Regions from separate parts of the Pan troglodytes genome. Here region 1 is linked to region 2. A link is a contact called in public Hi-C data. All regions are on one chromosome and are shown on one strand. Each heading gives the region's core, a stretch centred on a gene start, on an enhancer-like site or on the middle of the called end of the contact. The rest is flanking DNA. Distances are from core to core; before and after follow the strand shown.

The links. A called contact is a pair of places that touch in the nucleus more often than the background predicts.
Region 1: a Hi-C map of induced pluripotent stem cells shows a contact between it and region 2, with 1.6 times the contacts expected there. The contact joins the enhancer-like site here to the promoter of LHX8 in region 2. A contact is called at or near these places in 2 of 7 Hi-C or Micro-C datasets (induced pluripotent stem cells and stem cell-derived neural progenitor cells) and 1 of 1 other capture datasets (stem cell-derived neural stem cells).

What each region holds. Positions count from the first base shown.
Region 1 is chr1:156,222,915-156,230,433 of NHGRI_mPanTro3-v2.0_pri, forward strand. No RefSeq gene overlaps it. Among named protein-coding and RNA genes, the nearest start is that of CRYZ, 48 kb to the right of the region's middle. Within about 2 kb of position 4,692, at least 2 of the 24 cell types and tissues checked have an H3K27ac peak or open chromatin away from gene starts, as enhancers often do. A contact at or near this core is called in induced pluripotent stem cells, where this site is marked.
Region 2 is chr1:155,873,852-155,881,452 of NHGRI_mPanTro3-v2.0_pri, forward strand. It overlaps LHX8 (LIM homeobox 8), which reads right to left and starts at 4,853. Exons shown (of 9, transcript XM_063800329.1): 1 at 4,302-4,853; 2 at 2,580-2,666; 3 at 2,008-2,169. The coding sequence starts at 2,654.

The DNA.
Region 1 (7,519 bases), core at 3,442-5,941, 350 kb after region 2:
ACCATTTTTTTAATTAACTTTGATTTATAGCTTTCCAGCTTTTGTTTCTGTGTATGTATTCTAAAATATTATTTATTATTTCTAGTGTTAGTAAATTTGATCATACCACTTTTAATATTTCATTGTTTTCTTTTTTATTGAAGATAGTATTTTCTCAATGTATTAAATGTTAAGTAATCAAATATTAGTCCTCATTTTTCAACAAGTTCACCAATAATGGCTATTATAAATCATTTTATTTTTAGCAAAGAGTCAAAACAAAATATCATTTTAACTTTAATTTTTGATTATTAAATAGATTGTATCTTTTAGATATATTATTGGCTATTTGTGCTTATTCCTCTGTAAATTACTTTTCTCTTTTTTGCTAATTTTCTACAATGATATCCCTTTTTATTGATTTACACATTCTCTTTATATAGAATGACGTTAACTCTTTTTTTCTGCACACATATATAGTAGGTATCTTCTTTTACACTTATATTGACATTGTTTCTATTTTCATTATTTTTAGGAAACAAAAAACTTCTCAATTGTCATTGTCTTAATTTTTTTGTATTGCCAAATATATTTGTTTTCTTTAGAGTGAGGTTTAGAAAAGCATTTGCCACCTGAAGTTCAGATAAATATTTATCTATTTGTGTCTATTACTTTTTAAAAGTGATTTAAGTTTTTCCCAGAAGTAGCAAGTGAAGATCCATTGTGAGTCACAAAAGACCACACTACAAACCATATACTCTGCTCAGTTAGGTCTGCTCCTGGACTCCGAGGCTTTCTCCAGTCCCAGAATAATCCTTGCTTATAGGCTTGGCTTCTTGGAACAATTGTCCACCTCCAGAAGTAGAGTATGACTCTACAATTTGGGGAGCCCAATCTGATGCAATGGAGCTTTCCACATGATCATCTTTGTAGTTTTTAATGTTGTTTGTGGTTTCTATCTTGATAAAATAAAAATCTGCTTTTATGGTATATCAAAACAAATAGAATTGTAGTAAGTTACATTCTAAAAATAATATAACTATTCAATAAAATATCCGTAGTATTAAGAGGCAAACATGTCTGGGTGTAACTGACATATATTGAAACACCAGTGATTTGTTTTCTAATAATTTACATCCAAATGAGGTTTAGGATAGTCCAAGTTTAGCCTCAAACAACTTAAGACAAGAATAACTAAGATTAACCCTTTTGAGTGTGGCTGGCACCTTGTTTTCTTTCTCAAATTTAGTTTTTATTTTTATCAAAATTTGTTCATAGGTTAAAGAGTAGAACACTAACACTGATAGTAGCAAGTGTGGTAGTCTTTAGTGCTTTTTGCCAAAATTTCTGCCTCTCTATTTACTTCTGAATACATGGTAGAATTGTATGTTTTTGGTTCCCTTATATTTGTGTAGAGCCAATGTGTTGCAGGTAGAAATGAGGTATGAGGTGTGTCACTTCCAGGCTGGAGCATTTAATTACTAATGTGAGACTCTCCAGTACTTTTTTTTTTACTCTGGTGCAGTGGCTGGCAACATTCAAGACAGTATCAGCCTGGGTCTATGGGAATACAATGAATAGAGACTGCTCCTGTCAGCGGTGGACATTTAATATGAGCAAGAATAAATATTGATGCCAAAAGTCACTGAGATTTTGCAATTTTTGTTACTGCAGTATCACCTAATCTACTCTGATATGTATAATAATGGTGATATTATAATATATTGTTATTTATATTATTTATCATAAGTATTTTATGTTTACTATTATTTTATCATTTTTAAAAGCTTAGTATTGTTTTATTAATAGGTTATATTACTTGCTACTTTATCATTATTATAATAGCAAACACTTAGTTCTTACTATGTGCTAGGCACTATTCTAATGCTTTACCTATATTAACTAATTTAGTGTTCACAATTATTCATAGAAATGCCATTATTATTCTCATTTTATATGTGACAAAACTGAGGAACAAGGTGATTGAGTAACTTTTCAAGGTGGTGGAACTGAATTGTGAACCCAGGCAGTTGTTCCCAGATTCCAGCATCTTAACCACTAACACAGTTTTAGAAAGCTTCATTAGTTTTCTATTGTATAACAAATTACTCAAACTTAGTTACTTAAAACAACACTCATTTGTTATCTCACCATTTCTGTGGATCAAGTGTCTGAGCCTAGGTTCTCTGCCTCAGGATCTAAGCAGGTAGCAATAAAGGTATTGGGTTGGAGGCTTGAATGGGGAAGAATTTACTTCCAACCTCTTTCAGATTGCTGGAAAGATTATATTTCTTGCAACTGTATTACTGAGGAATCTGCTTTTTGCTAGCTTTTGGCTAGTGTCTACTCTCAGGACTGAGAGGGCACCTGCAGTTCTTTGTCGTGTCACCCTTTCCATAGGCAGCTTATGACACAGAAGTTTGTAATGGAAAAGGTGGAAAACATTCATGAAGACATGAGAAATTTAAGCAAAGATGTGGAAACTATAAAATAGAGCTAACCTGGGATACAGGATCAAGTCTGAGTACTGTGTGGTGCTTGACACTTAGATCAACATCCAGATAATCGTCATGGAGGGAGTGCTATAAATTGAAGGAGGAGAAGAAGAAGCGGGAGGAGAAGGGGAAGGATAAATGAAAGGACAAGGAGAGAGGGAAGCGGAGGGGGAGAAGGAATGGAGGAGGTGAAGAAAGAAAGCACTGTTTTATTAAAAGTTCTGTAACACATTAGGGCAAGGGCAGATCTGCAGATGCATCAAATAGAATGTAATGCAAACAGTCGGAGACATATGTCCCTTTACCATGCTTATTTGGCGCATTGAGGAATTCAGTACGTTGGGTGTAGCCAGCACCTGGCAGAGCAGTGATAAGGCATGGAGGGAACTTCAGGTTCCTGAAAGGAGGCAGTGTTAGTTTCTGACAGGAACAGTGGTGTCTGGTATACACTTCAGTATCTAACGGAAGCACAAGTGAAGGTTAGTAAATGTGTTAGCATCCCAGTGGAAACAGTAGTAAGCACATATCTCAAAACAGTTTACTTAGTTTATACATGGTATCTTCTGCAGACTCCCGGAAAATGTATTGAGGACTTTTCAGGGACTTGATGTCTTGCATGGTATGTGGGGGCCAAAAAAAAATGACACCTGGATTAATATTCTGTTAATAATATACTGTTAATATTCTGGCTATAAAATGGGCTGATAAGCCCTGCTTCTACTCAGATTTTGATGAATTAGAACTATTTCCCTTGTTGCAGAACTTTCATGATGAGGGAAAAGTGGTTTATTTCCTTGCTGTGTATAAAGTTGCTCAGTTGATATAACAGTCAGTTAAGAAATCAAAGAATATTCACCTTATTTTAGAATAAGTCTTGTTGATCCAAACCACAGGTGTTATTCTGTTAATGGTTTCATTTGTTCTTGAAAGACATCAACAGTCTTTTCCCCTTTCTATTTGGCATTCTTTTCTTTCCAGAGCATAGCTTATTGTGTGGGGGCTATGCCTTTTCCATTTTCGTTTATAAAAACTACTAGGCACTGCTTTAGTTACTTTACATTTGTTGAGACAATTTCTTATTCTCAACTAACCTAATTTTATTTCTGGTGAAACTTGACTATCCTTAATAGGCCTTTCTGTTTTAATTCCTTGCATATTAGCACTGCTTTTCAACATCACTAGGTTGATTACAATCAAGAGCTTTAACTGCACCATCCTTCAGTTTAGGTTTCAGTGTATGGATTTGAACAACTTATGCAACTCTGTCAAAAAAGGATTAACTCTGTCTTTAAGATTGAATTATATTCTTAGCAGAGTCTCCATTGAGAGTCACTTTTAAAAAAAGTAATCCAGGTGGCTCATAGTACCAAGTCAAGTATAAAAATAATAGAAATAATGACTTCTTTCTACTGTGTACAATGAAATTTGATGGAAATATTCAGGCCATGCAGCACTTGCCATTTTTAACATTATATTTGCAACAACATTTGCAGCTATAAGATAAAATATAATAATGATAATTACTGAATTATTAGTTATATCCACAGTTTTTGTAAAAAAAAGAAACACTTTTAAGTTCACTAAGTCAAATAAGAGTCCTTAATGTTTTGTGCAATTGTATGTTGTGTTTATTGGGTATTGGTGGCTAAATTCTTGTTGGTAAAAGGGTGGGAGAGAAATGAGAGGCCTCTAGAGCAACCAAACTGTATTATAGTTATATCTTGCTTGTGATATACAACAGATACCGGATGGAAAACTGGACCTACAAAGTAATTCATTAAAAGTTGATAATTTGATTTCTAAAAGGATTCACTGCAAGGGGTTTTAAATTGTGGTCTCTAGAAAATAATGAAATGCTTATCAATTTTATTGCTAAAAGCAAGGTACATGTACGTCTGCTACTTTAGAGCTGAGCTGTGGAGATTACAAAAAAGTTCTGGGTTTTCCTTACAGGTAAGCTCCCCCCATCTGCCCTCTGACCCCCTACCAACGAACTTCAAAAACAAATGCATTAATTACCAATAGTTTTGTCCACATTTCTACCAGATTTGCCTGGTGAGCTTGATTTTCAGCAATGGCTGTAAAGGTGCTGCTGCTGGTAATCACTTTTGTGAGTATAGCTGAGAAGAAAGCATTTTACAAATAACATCCTGCAGTAGGCCTGGGAGGGCAAAGCTCAGGGTCTCTTGCCTGAGAATAAGCTTTTTTACATCCTGATTTTTCCTGTCATTTACTGTTACTCAGAGGGAGAAGCACAGAGAGTGGGGTTTTGTGGCTTCAGGTTCATTTACATATGCATTGTTCAAAACCACTTGGACCTAGGCAAGGCTCAATTTTGAGATTCTGCTGACCTAGCAAGGAAGAGATTTAATGATGAACACGAAATTAGAAATGAAGATTTAAAAAACAATAAAAACAAACTTGTTTTAGTGAAAACTTTCATGTTACTTTAAAGGAAATGTAATGCAAAACAATTTCTTTCTTCTCAAACTGACACAAATTGACTGTTGATTTTGTTTTTAACCTTTTACTTTTCTATCTTGCTCTGATTTTCTTTAAACAATTATGTTAGGAACTGATGGGATATCGTTCTCCATTAAGAGTTCAAAAGAGATTTGCTCAAAGTTAAAAACTTTTGTGCTTTAGAGACACCATCAAGAAAGTGAAGAGTCAACCCACAGACTGTGACAAAATATTTGCAAATCATATATCCAATAAGGGACTTATGTCCAGAATATATAAAGAATCCTTAAAACTCATTAATAATAATTTTAAAAAACTAAAAAATGGGCAGAGGACTTGAATAGACATTTTTCCAAAGAAATATACAAATGGCTTATCAGCACATGAAAAGGTTGTCATCATTAGTCATTAGGGAAATAAAAATCAAAATCACTAGATCAAATTTTCACACACTAAAATGGCTATAACTAATAAGACAGACAATAACAAGTGTTGATAAGGTTGTGGTAAAATAGGAACTTTATACATTGTGTTGGGAATGTATAATAATGCAAACATCTGCAAAACAGGCTAGCAGTTTTTAAAAAGTTAAACAGGTTTATCTTATGACTCAGCAGTTCTGTTCCTATGTATCTACCCATGAAAATATATGTCTACACACAGATCTATACAGGAATGTCTGTAACAGTAATAATACAAACATCCCAAAAGCACAAACAATTCACATCCAAATGTCTGTCACTGGATGAATAGATAAAATGTGATGCATTCATACAATGGAATACTATTCATCACTAAAAAGGAAAAATAGGACTGTACATGCTACAGTGTGGAGGAACCTCCAAACTTTAAAAATATCTCAATGAAAGGGCCTGACAGAAAAGAACACATATCATATTATTCCATTTATATGAAATGTCCCAGAAAGGCAAACATATAGAAATAGAAAATAGAATCATGGTTGCATAGGGCTGGGGGTGAGAATGGAGAGTGATTGTAAATGGGTGTAAGATTTCTTTTTAGTATGATAGAAATGATCTAGAATTAGGTTGTGATCATAGTTGTGCAATTCTAGAACTCTACAAAAGTTTATTAAATCATACATTAAATGAATGAATTTTATGGTTGGCAAATTATAACTCAAGAAAACTGGGGAAAAATTCATTATGAGTTTTGACTCAGATTTTGAGGGAATTACTACCTACCAGAATGGTATTAATCTTTGTGAACTTCCTTTTATTACACAGGTTTATTATGACCCAGACTCGAGGGTGTTTTTAAGAAAATTCATTTCATGGAAATTATTAGGACATTTTAATTTGGGGGAACAGGAGCAGAAGAGGGGTGTAGGGCACAGATTCTTACATGTGTATAGTTATTTGAAGATGATCAGCTCATTCCAACGTTGAAACTCCAGTTTCTTTGGTGATTTTCTAATAAGTTTTAAGGTGTAAAATGTGCTGAGTTTAACTCCTAATAAAAATATCCCTTACTGTTGACAAGAACAAATCTTTTTAACTTAGAGGAACTATTAAGTAATTTTTGAACCTGATAACGTAAGTTTCTATTTTCGAGAGTTTTTAAATGCCTTCTTTCCATAGGCTTTAAATATGGTAGAAAACGTATAAAATGCCCTCCAAAATAAAGCAAACAAGAAAGATCTTGTTTCTGTAATATTTTCTAGAGAACAAAGACTATGCTAGTGTCAAAGTTGAATGTGCCCTCTGATGTCTCAGCCCCAGCTTTTTACCACTACACCTGTTTTTTTTTTTTTGAAGGGTTAGAGAAATGGGAAATATGCTCTAACAAGCTTCAAGTCGCTTTCCAAACTTATTTATTGAGTGTAGAAGTTCAAGTTCCAACATGACTGTTATTTAGAGTGAAAAACTTCTCTCTGAAAATATAAAATAGGCACATTAATGAGCCAAATGTACATTGGTTACCTGCTCCCATCCCCCACCCCCTTTTTTTAAAGAGATATGTTCTGCGTGATGGAGGCTAAAAGGTGGCAGCTGTGCCAAAGTAGTGGACCCTAAATCGCTGTGCAAAAAAGAGAGGGGGAGCCTCTGATTGCTCACAGTACAGGAGTGAATATGCGCTCTCAACCACAAATCAAGCAAGCTGAAGAAAAAAAAGGCCCAATCAAGGCAGTAATGGCCTCCACTTCACAATCAGACAAGTGCTTCTTACTTGAAAAATCCTACCATTTATAGCTGATTGCTAACCCGAGCCTCATTTCTAATCTAAAGGGCGAGTAATAATTTGGAAAAGGAATTATAACAACTTCCCAACAATTTAGCAAATTGTTATTATTTCAGGGGGAGGGAAGGGTGGAAAGGAGTTGCTTTTGTAATGTGTTTCTCTTGTGGGCTACCATTTTCATGACATCAAATCCCATTGCCACTATGATAGAATAGCAACTAATATATATTGAAAATATGCTTTTAAAAAAAAAGAAGAAAGAGAGAAAGATGATATTGTATGCCATGTCACATGTTTCAATGTGGTCAAAATTAAGGGTCTCCAAAGAAGAAAGGAGGAAGAGGAGCTGTGAATTCTTTTGCACAATTTACCTATAATAC
Region 2 (7,601 bases), core at 3,603-6,102:
TATTAATCTAATCTGTGTATGTCTAAACATACAACTTGGACCAAGCCAGAAAAACTACCCAAAGGACAGAGCACTGAAGTTATTGGACAAGGTAATCAATGCATCTAACTCCTGTCATACTTTTCTAACTCCATTTTATTTGCCTCACAAGATAGTGTTTTTCTATATTATTTACACCCTAAAATAATATTTCCATACTAGGTCTAACTTTTTTTTTTTAATCAGTGACTCAAGTTAAACTCAAACTTTTCTGCAGGAAGTACTCAAAATGGAAAATAAAGGTTAATAATTCAGTTTTTGTCAATCATATAGTATCAAACTTTAGTTAGAAATTACACACTAAAGAATACAAGAAGTGGTACAATAATACTGTACATGGAAGGCTTCATTGGGAGGACTCCTGCCCTATTACAAAGGAAAGCTTTATGTAACTCACTTAACTTAGATTTTTATACAATACAAAGATATATAATATATAAATGTATACAAGATTAACACTAGAAACTATTATCTATTTCAGAGGGTGTGTTAAATGTCACTTCATCATAACCCTTCTATATCTTCTCTGCTGTGAAGGGTTAGAGCCTTCATAGGTCTACTCAGAAACATTCTTAAAGATTACGGTAATTATTGAGAGGGCTCATTAAAAATAGGATGCTAGTTTTAACCCAAAAGATGATTTTGCAATATCCAAAAGGCTCAGTTTTAGAAACATTGAAAGTGGAATCTTAAGAATGCAGATTTAAAGAGAAAGCCAATGTTAATTTGCCAGCTTTAAGAATCAACCACCAAGTAAGATTAATTTAGTCATTTTAAAATCTTTTTACCAAAACTTCTTCTGGCATTTTCTCTAGGTTTTATCTATAGGGTAGCATTCCCATTTTACAGATGAAGAAGCTTTGTATGTTGAGGTAGAAACTTAAAGAAACCCACTAACACGAATTTTGAACACATACTCTCCATAATTAATCCTTTTGAAAACCTAAGCAGGGTGGGGAGAGAATAGAAAGTGAACTGGTTTGCTACTAATTCAGTGTAGGAGAGACCATTATTTTAAATAGTGGTTTTAAAAAGCTGTTTAAGTTGAAACCCCATGATATTCTGATTAAGACACATGGGACCATGATCTGCACTGAGGTGGATAACTGTGGCCTGCCAAAATTTCTACTCCAAAATTCCCCCACAATATTTTAAGAGAAAAGTAAAACAAATTAAGACAATCAACTCTCAAACCACACTTGAAACACTTCTTCCCAGGCTGTGTGTGTCTAACTTTATATCAATTTCCATTTTCTCCCCAAGCACTCAAGATGACGTAACAACAGCATTGAGTGGCCTAGAAGTATTAAACCTTAATAAGAGCAGGAAGATATTGAAATGGTTTTTATTTAAATGGACCTATAAACTTTTACTTTGGAAAAGCCTCAGGTAACTGTAAAAAAACATAGGACTGTATTTTTAAAATTTGTCCAGAAAAGATCCTTTAAGCTACTTTACAGTGGCTTTCACCAAAAGAGACACTGCAAAAGGGAATCAGTTAATACATACCAACTTAAAATTCTTCTAAGCAGTCATGGGCGTGGGCGTCACTGGGGTGGAGAGACCACAGTCCGTTTAGAGGGAACAAAGATGTTTAAGAAAGGAATAATTCGGGGCTGGGTGAAAAATAACTAAGCAGGTTTCTGTCTCAGAATGGATAAGGGTTTTTCCACTTCCCTTCCACTACAAGCCGGTGGCTGACTCCAGCGCATCCACACACATACGGCGCGTCCAGACCAGGATGTGTCACACATTAGCTGTTTTGCAACGACATAGAAGAGTCTGGGATTTCTTCTCACTTTATCCCACCGCATGAGTTGCCCTAAACTGGGCTGATTTTCTGCGAAAGCCTACAACCTCCACCCAGAACTTGAACGGAAAGGTTGGTGGGAGGAACATTACTCTTTTCCCAGAGCTCCCACGCTAAGCCCGCTCCCCTTGGGCCTCGCACCCGAGGCCCTATCCTACCTTGAGAAGGTATTTGTCCACGATCTCCAGGCCGCAACTGTTGCACACACACTTGCCAGGAGGGCAGCCGGAGCCCGAGGCCATGGACCGGGGCGAGGACGACGGGGACAGCGGGGCCGAGGAGGAGCACGAGTCCTCGTCCCCCGCTCCCTCGGGGCTCACCTGCAGGAAACCGCGAGGCGCAGGCGGTTCTAGACCCCTCCTCGCCTTCGCATCCCACCTACCCACAAGGGCGCCCCCACCGCCTCCCCTCCCTTCCCCCTGGCCACCCCACTCCACCCCCAGCTTCTTAAGGTCACGATTCTCGCCCTCTTCCCCGAGTCCAAGCTCTGGCCACGCACCCGCCGGGGCTGCCGACCCCTGACCTATTCGGACCCCAGAAGTCTTGCGGCCCTGCCCTCCTCGCGGGCCAGCTAAGCTTCCCACCCCACCCAGACCCTCCCCGCCCCGTCCTCTGTCTGCTGCAGGAGGGGCCAGCTGGGCCCTGGAAGGAGCGCGGGGACAGCGGCCCTTCGTCCTGCGCCGCCTCCCCACGGCCAGTCTTGCCAGCACGCGAGCCCCTCCGCACTCACCAGTCCCTCTTCCCCGGCGCCTTTCCGAGTCCTCCCGGCCGCCAGGGCTGTAGTCCGCCCGCACTCCTCTGACATGAGCCCCTGACACTGCGGAGTAGGAGGGGGAGAAAGTATGGAGAAACAGATCAGAAGTTCCGAGCGTGCTGCCCGCCCCAGCCTCGGCGCGGGGAGCGAGCTAATGAAGGCCCTCAGAGTGCGGGGCAGCGCGTGCAGCCGTCACGGCGCCGGAGCCCGGGCGCCGCGGGCGGGCTGGCGCGCAGCCTCCTTCGCTGGCCGCTGGCGGCCGCCACCCGAGCGCTGGTAGCTCGTCCCGCGCTCCCCGGGCTCCGGGTCTCCGGCGCTCACCCGGGCACGTCGGTTCCCCGCCCCCCCGCCGGGGATAACAAGTTAATAACAATCATCCCCTCACAAAGCTCTTTCTTTCCAGACGTCAATCATAGCGGAGCGGGGAACACCGGGCTAAAGGGGGTGCGGGGCAGTGGGAGGTGGAGTGCGAGAGAAGAAAAGAGGATTGAGGAGGGGGTGGGAGAAGAAACTTGATTTCTTTAATAACCTCAATTAAAAGAGCAAGACACATATATATTTTTAAAAGGGGGCTTTTTGAATAGGATAGCCCGAAAGGTGAAGAGGTTTAATAGGATACTTGAAAGCTAATTACAGCGGGATTTAAGAAGCCTGGTGTTTGTTCCGATGACAATTTGAATGAAAATGCTTCAGATTAAACCGAGCCAGCAGCTCTTTCGTAAACTTACAGCAATTAGAGTGGCGAGTGATTTACACTCGTTTCTTTAAGGTGTAAATTGCCACTTATTGCTCAGTAAGTCAACATTTGAGCTACTAAAGGATTATTTTTAACCAGCGCAAAAAGCGGGTAGAATAATGGAAAATATCCAGCTGAATTTAATTTGTGCCATTACAAGAACTCACCCAACCTCTGACAAAATGTTTTAAAGAAACAACGCGCGTTACTCAAGTGTTTCCAAGTATTTGCTGGAGTTTTGTTCTTAAACGAAAACGCAGCGTCTCTGGGCTTAGACCGCTTTCGTTTCCAAAAACTCTAGCTCGGGGGCGGGTGGGTCCCCCGAACTCGCACTTCTGCATTTCTGACTGTTCACCTCCCCTTCTCCCTCCCTCTGGAAGCACCAGGCAAGATACCAACCTGGGGGCCTCCTGGACCGTCGGCCGAGACCCTCCCTTTCTGGAGTGCGCTCCCTACGCGGGACCCAGCGTAGCTGCACTGAGGCCGCGTCCTCACACACAAAGGGCGTTTAAACAGAACAGCTCCGCTTTCGCCTGGTGTCCCCAACCGGCTTCGGAGCAAAGAAATAGGGGCGCCCCGCGCGGGTCCTGCTGAGGCCCTCAGACAGGCTGCAGATGATTTCAAACTTAAAACACCAAATACCCACAGGTCCTGCCTCCCGAGTGAGGTGAGAGCTTGTCAGCTTCCCCAGTCTACTCAGACAAACCGCGTGACTCGTTTTGTGCCCTGCGGTTTTCTTTTGGCATTTTAGGTAAAATGGCTCTCCCGGCAAGCCCAGGGATCCCGGAGGCCTTTCTGGAGCCCCGCAGAGGGAGGTGTGCCTCAGGGCAGGCAAGTGTCCGCGGGCAGCCGAACGAAACGAGCCAGGTCTCCGGTTCTACCCGACAGCCGCCCAGTCCTCCCGACCCACTCTCCCGGACCGCCACGATCACCACAGCAAATAGAACAAAAGCACGACTCACATGGACCTGAGAGCGCCTTAGGCTCGAGGCTTCATCTCCCAAATTACAGTCTCCATGTCTCAGGTTAAGTGAGCTTTTGGGGAGGGAGTGCAATGATTACTGACTAACGCTACTACGTAATAAAAAAAAAAAATTGCCAGGTCTGAAGATGAGGCCGTTACAGGTAGTTTCTGAACCTTGTTTAGGAGCCCACACAACTCGAGTTTCAAGGACACTGCGATTCAGCTGGTCTGGCCAGGCGTCGGCTCGCTCACCTTCTCAGGGGGAACTGCCAGCTCCGGCACGTCCTTTGCTACTAGTTTACACACAAACATCTGATCGTTCTTCCAATACATGGCACTGCTAGGGCTGCTTATCACATACCAACTCCAGAGGGTCAGAGGCTGTCCGTGTCTGCCGATCTCCCCCCTCCCCCGCCCCGATCCACTAATAAAAGCTGATGCCGAGAAGGATAATGCTACAAGTGTGTCTTCGTCCAAAGAGGCCGCTGTGGCCTGACCACTTTCTGATGAACCGTTCTTAAAATTCCTTTCCCAGCTTCACTGAGCTCTGTCCCTCCAGGAAAAGAAAAAAAAAAAAAGTTTTGTTTTCCAGAGGGTGGAACCTAATATAAAGGAAGGGGGCGTGTGGGGGAAAGTCTTTTCCTGGAGAAATTGCTTCGCCTCTTTCAGGAAAACCCGCCTTCTCTACATGTTAAAATCTTTATCAGAACACGCCAACTGACTTCAGGTTTAGTACTAAAGAAAAAAAATTGGGGGATGTCCTGTTAACTTGACTTTAAAAAATCTGCTGTCTGCATTTGCCATAACTTTTAAATTCTCGCTCCCCAACCCAAACCTAAACAAAGATTCAGGTTACATCTCTTTCTGCAGCAAGCAGAAGGGGAAGTGGAGGTCTGGGTGACTTGAAAGTTTTAGTCATTCTCTTGAAACTCGCAGCTGTCCGGTGTAGCCGAGGAATGCCACCGCTCCTGGCAGCCTGGGAGCTGACTTATCTAGCAGTTCGCGCTCCCTTTCCGAAAAGTTTTCTCATTAAGATAAAGAAGGAACATCTGAGCAACACAAAAGCTTATGATTTGCGACTAGATTTGAAATCAAGGCTACAAGAAAGACAAAAGTATGTTGCTAATGAGTATTGCTCTTTCATCTCCTAGACAAAATATAAGCCCGAGCAGCCTTGTCTTCTGCCTCAAGTTCTGACTGCGGGGCGGGGAAGCGGCGGAGGGAGGTATTCAGGGTACCGTAATTTTGATTAAGATTGGAAGGTGTGTTTGTTTAAACAGACTCTTTGTGGTATAAACTTTATTTCATTATTTAGTGTATAAAGACAAATTTGGTTAAAAGATTATTTTTTAATGATTTTTGTTTCCATTTAAAAAAACTAAACTTCTGAAACTAAGAAGATCTAGGAGTCTATTTCTTAAAGGCCTTTAACAGAATCACAGGATTTTGCTTTAATTAGATGGAAATATATATGTAAAACACACACACGCACACACACATATCTTATCTCCTTGCCTTATTTGTATAGAAGAAAAAGAGCGAAATGATCTTGCCCAGACCCCAGCTCGGTCAGCAGCCGGCTAACGGAGGAGATAGAAAGCCTTTCCTGTGATGAAGTGAGCCTGTGTAAGAGTCTGGGACCGAGTTACCACTACAAATTTAGTTTTTCCTCCATTGCATTTTTCTCCCATAAACACTAGAGTCTTCAGAGCATTTTCCTATCGCCATTGTTTTTCTTTTCGCGCAGCTGCGCACAAGTTAATATTAGCCATCCCCCTGCCGGTCCTCTCTGGGAGATCTCGTTTAAATTTACCGAGCGAAGGGAGGAGGACGATATAATTAATCTGTGCCCTCTTAGGAAATTGAAAGATTGGGGTGGACTGACTTTTCCAAAAGCTAACTTGTGCGTGGGAACCAGAAAGACTTGTGTTTTTCATCAAATGCAGAAATCGGTATTGGGGGTGGTGGAGAAATTCACATAATGCATTTTCCATGAAATAGCATCGTTCTGGAGACCGCTCTTCCGAATGGGAAGTCAGAGTCGTGCAGAACATTGGCGCCATCAGGTCGTGTATAGAGCAGGATTTCGTTGAAAGTGGAATTAAACATAAAGGTCCGGTTTGGATATTTAATTACAGTGTGTGTGTGTGTGTGTGTGTGTGTGTGTGTGTGTTAGGGTTTAAAGTGAATCTGGGGTACTGTCTGGCTACTGTTGAGGAGAATTTATCGCGCGGGTCATTTGGAGATCCAGAGAGAGCTGGAGCAGTGTTAGGGAAGCAGGGCGGGGGTGCGGGCATTTATGCGGTCTTTCCACCCACCCTCGCCTAATCAGGCGGCTCTCAGTCAGGTTTTCAAAATACTAACCTTGATCTAAGAGCGTCTATCTCTGCATAAGTGGAGAAAATGATTCATTTTTAGAGGTTTCTGGGCTTGGGGAAGAAGAATGGTCGTCAGACAGGAGCAGAAGACCTGAAAGATTGGTCTGGCCTCGCTTTACTCCAGGCGCCCTGTGGGATGCTCACCTGTCCCGGGGTGCAGCTGCGCGCACCCCTCCTTGAGCTGTAAGCCTCTGGGCGGTGAGTCAATTTCTATGTCCTGGGCGGTATAAGCCTTTGGCTGGGGGTCGAGTGTGCAAGAAGAGGGGAATGTGTTTGCTATGAATCCCAGGGCTGATCGTCCTGTCGGTCTGGGGTCCAACGACCTTCTGACCTTTCGTCAGGGGTGGGCGTAGGAAGGTATAGCTTCTTCCTGGTGGCCCGGTTCCCTGGAGCTCGCGTCACGCCTCTTACCCACGCTCGTCCTCGGCTGGGGCAACGGAAAAGTTATCTTCCTACTTTACAGGGGTGCTTGGGCTAAAAATCAAAAGAGTTTTTTGTTTGTTTGTTTGGTCTTAGTAATGAGGGTTTTTAGCCCAAACGCCAATTGATTCCAATTTTGAACGAAGACTCTGATCAAAAAAACATCATCTTGTGTGTCCACAGGTGGAAAAGCAATCGCCTGCGTCGTGACAGTTCCTACCTACTAAATTGAAAATTTGAAAATCAGAGACAGGCCCACCCTGCCGTCTACCAACATCCGTGGACCACAGGGCTTTTTGCAAGCCCATGGGAAAGACAGCCTGAGAGACTTCGGAGTGCGTCCTGTCCCAGGCTGTGCCTCTCCTGCTCAAGGGAAGCCTTGAGTCTATCTCTCTAAAAACAGATGGGGGCAGGGAAGGGGTCTAGATCCCGTGGAGCCAGGCCTTGATTTGAGGTCCGGGCTGGAGAGAGGTAACATCAACCCGCCCTGACCCCCACAG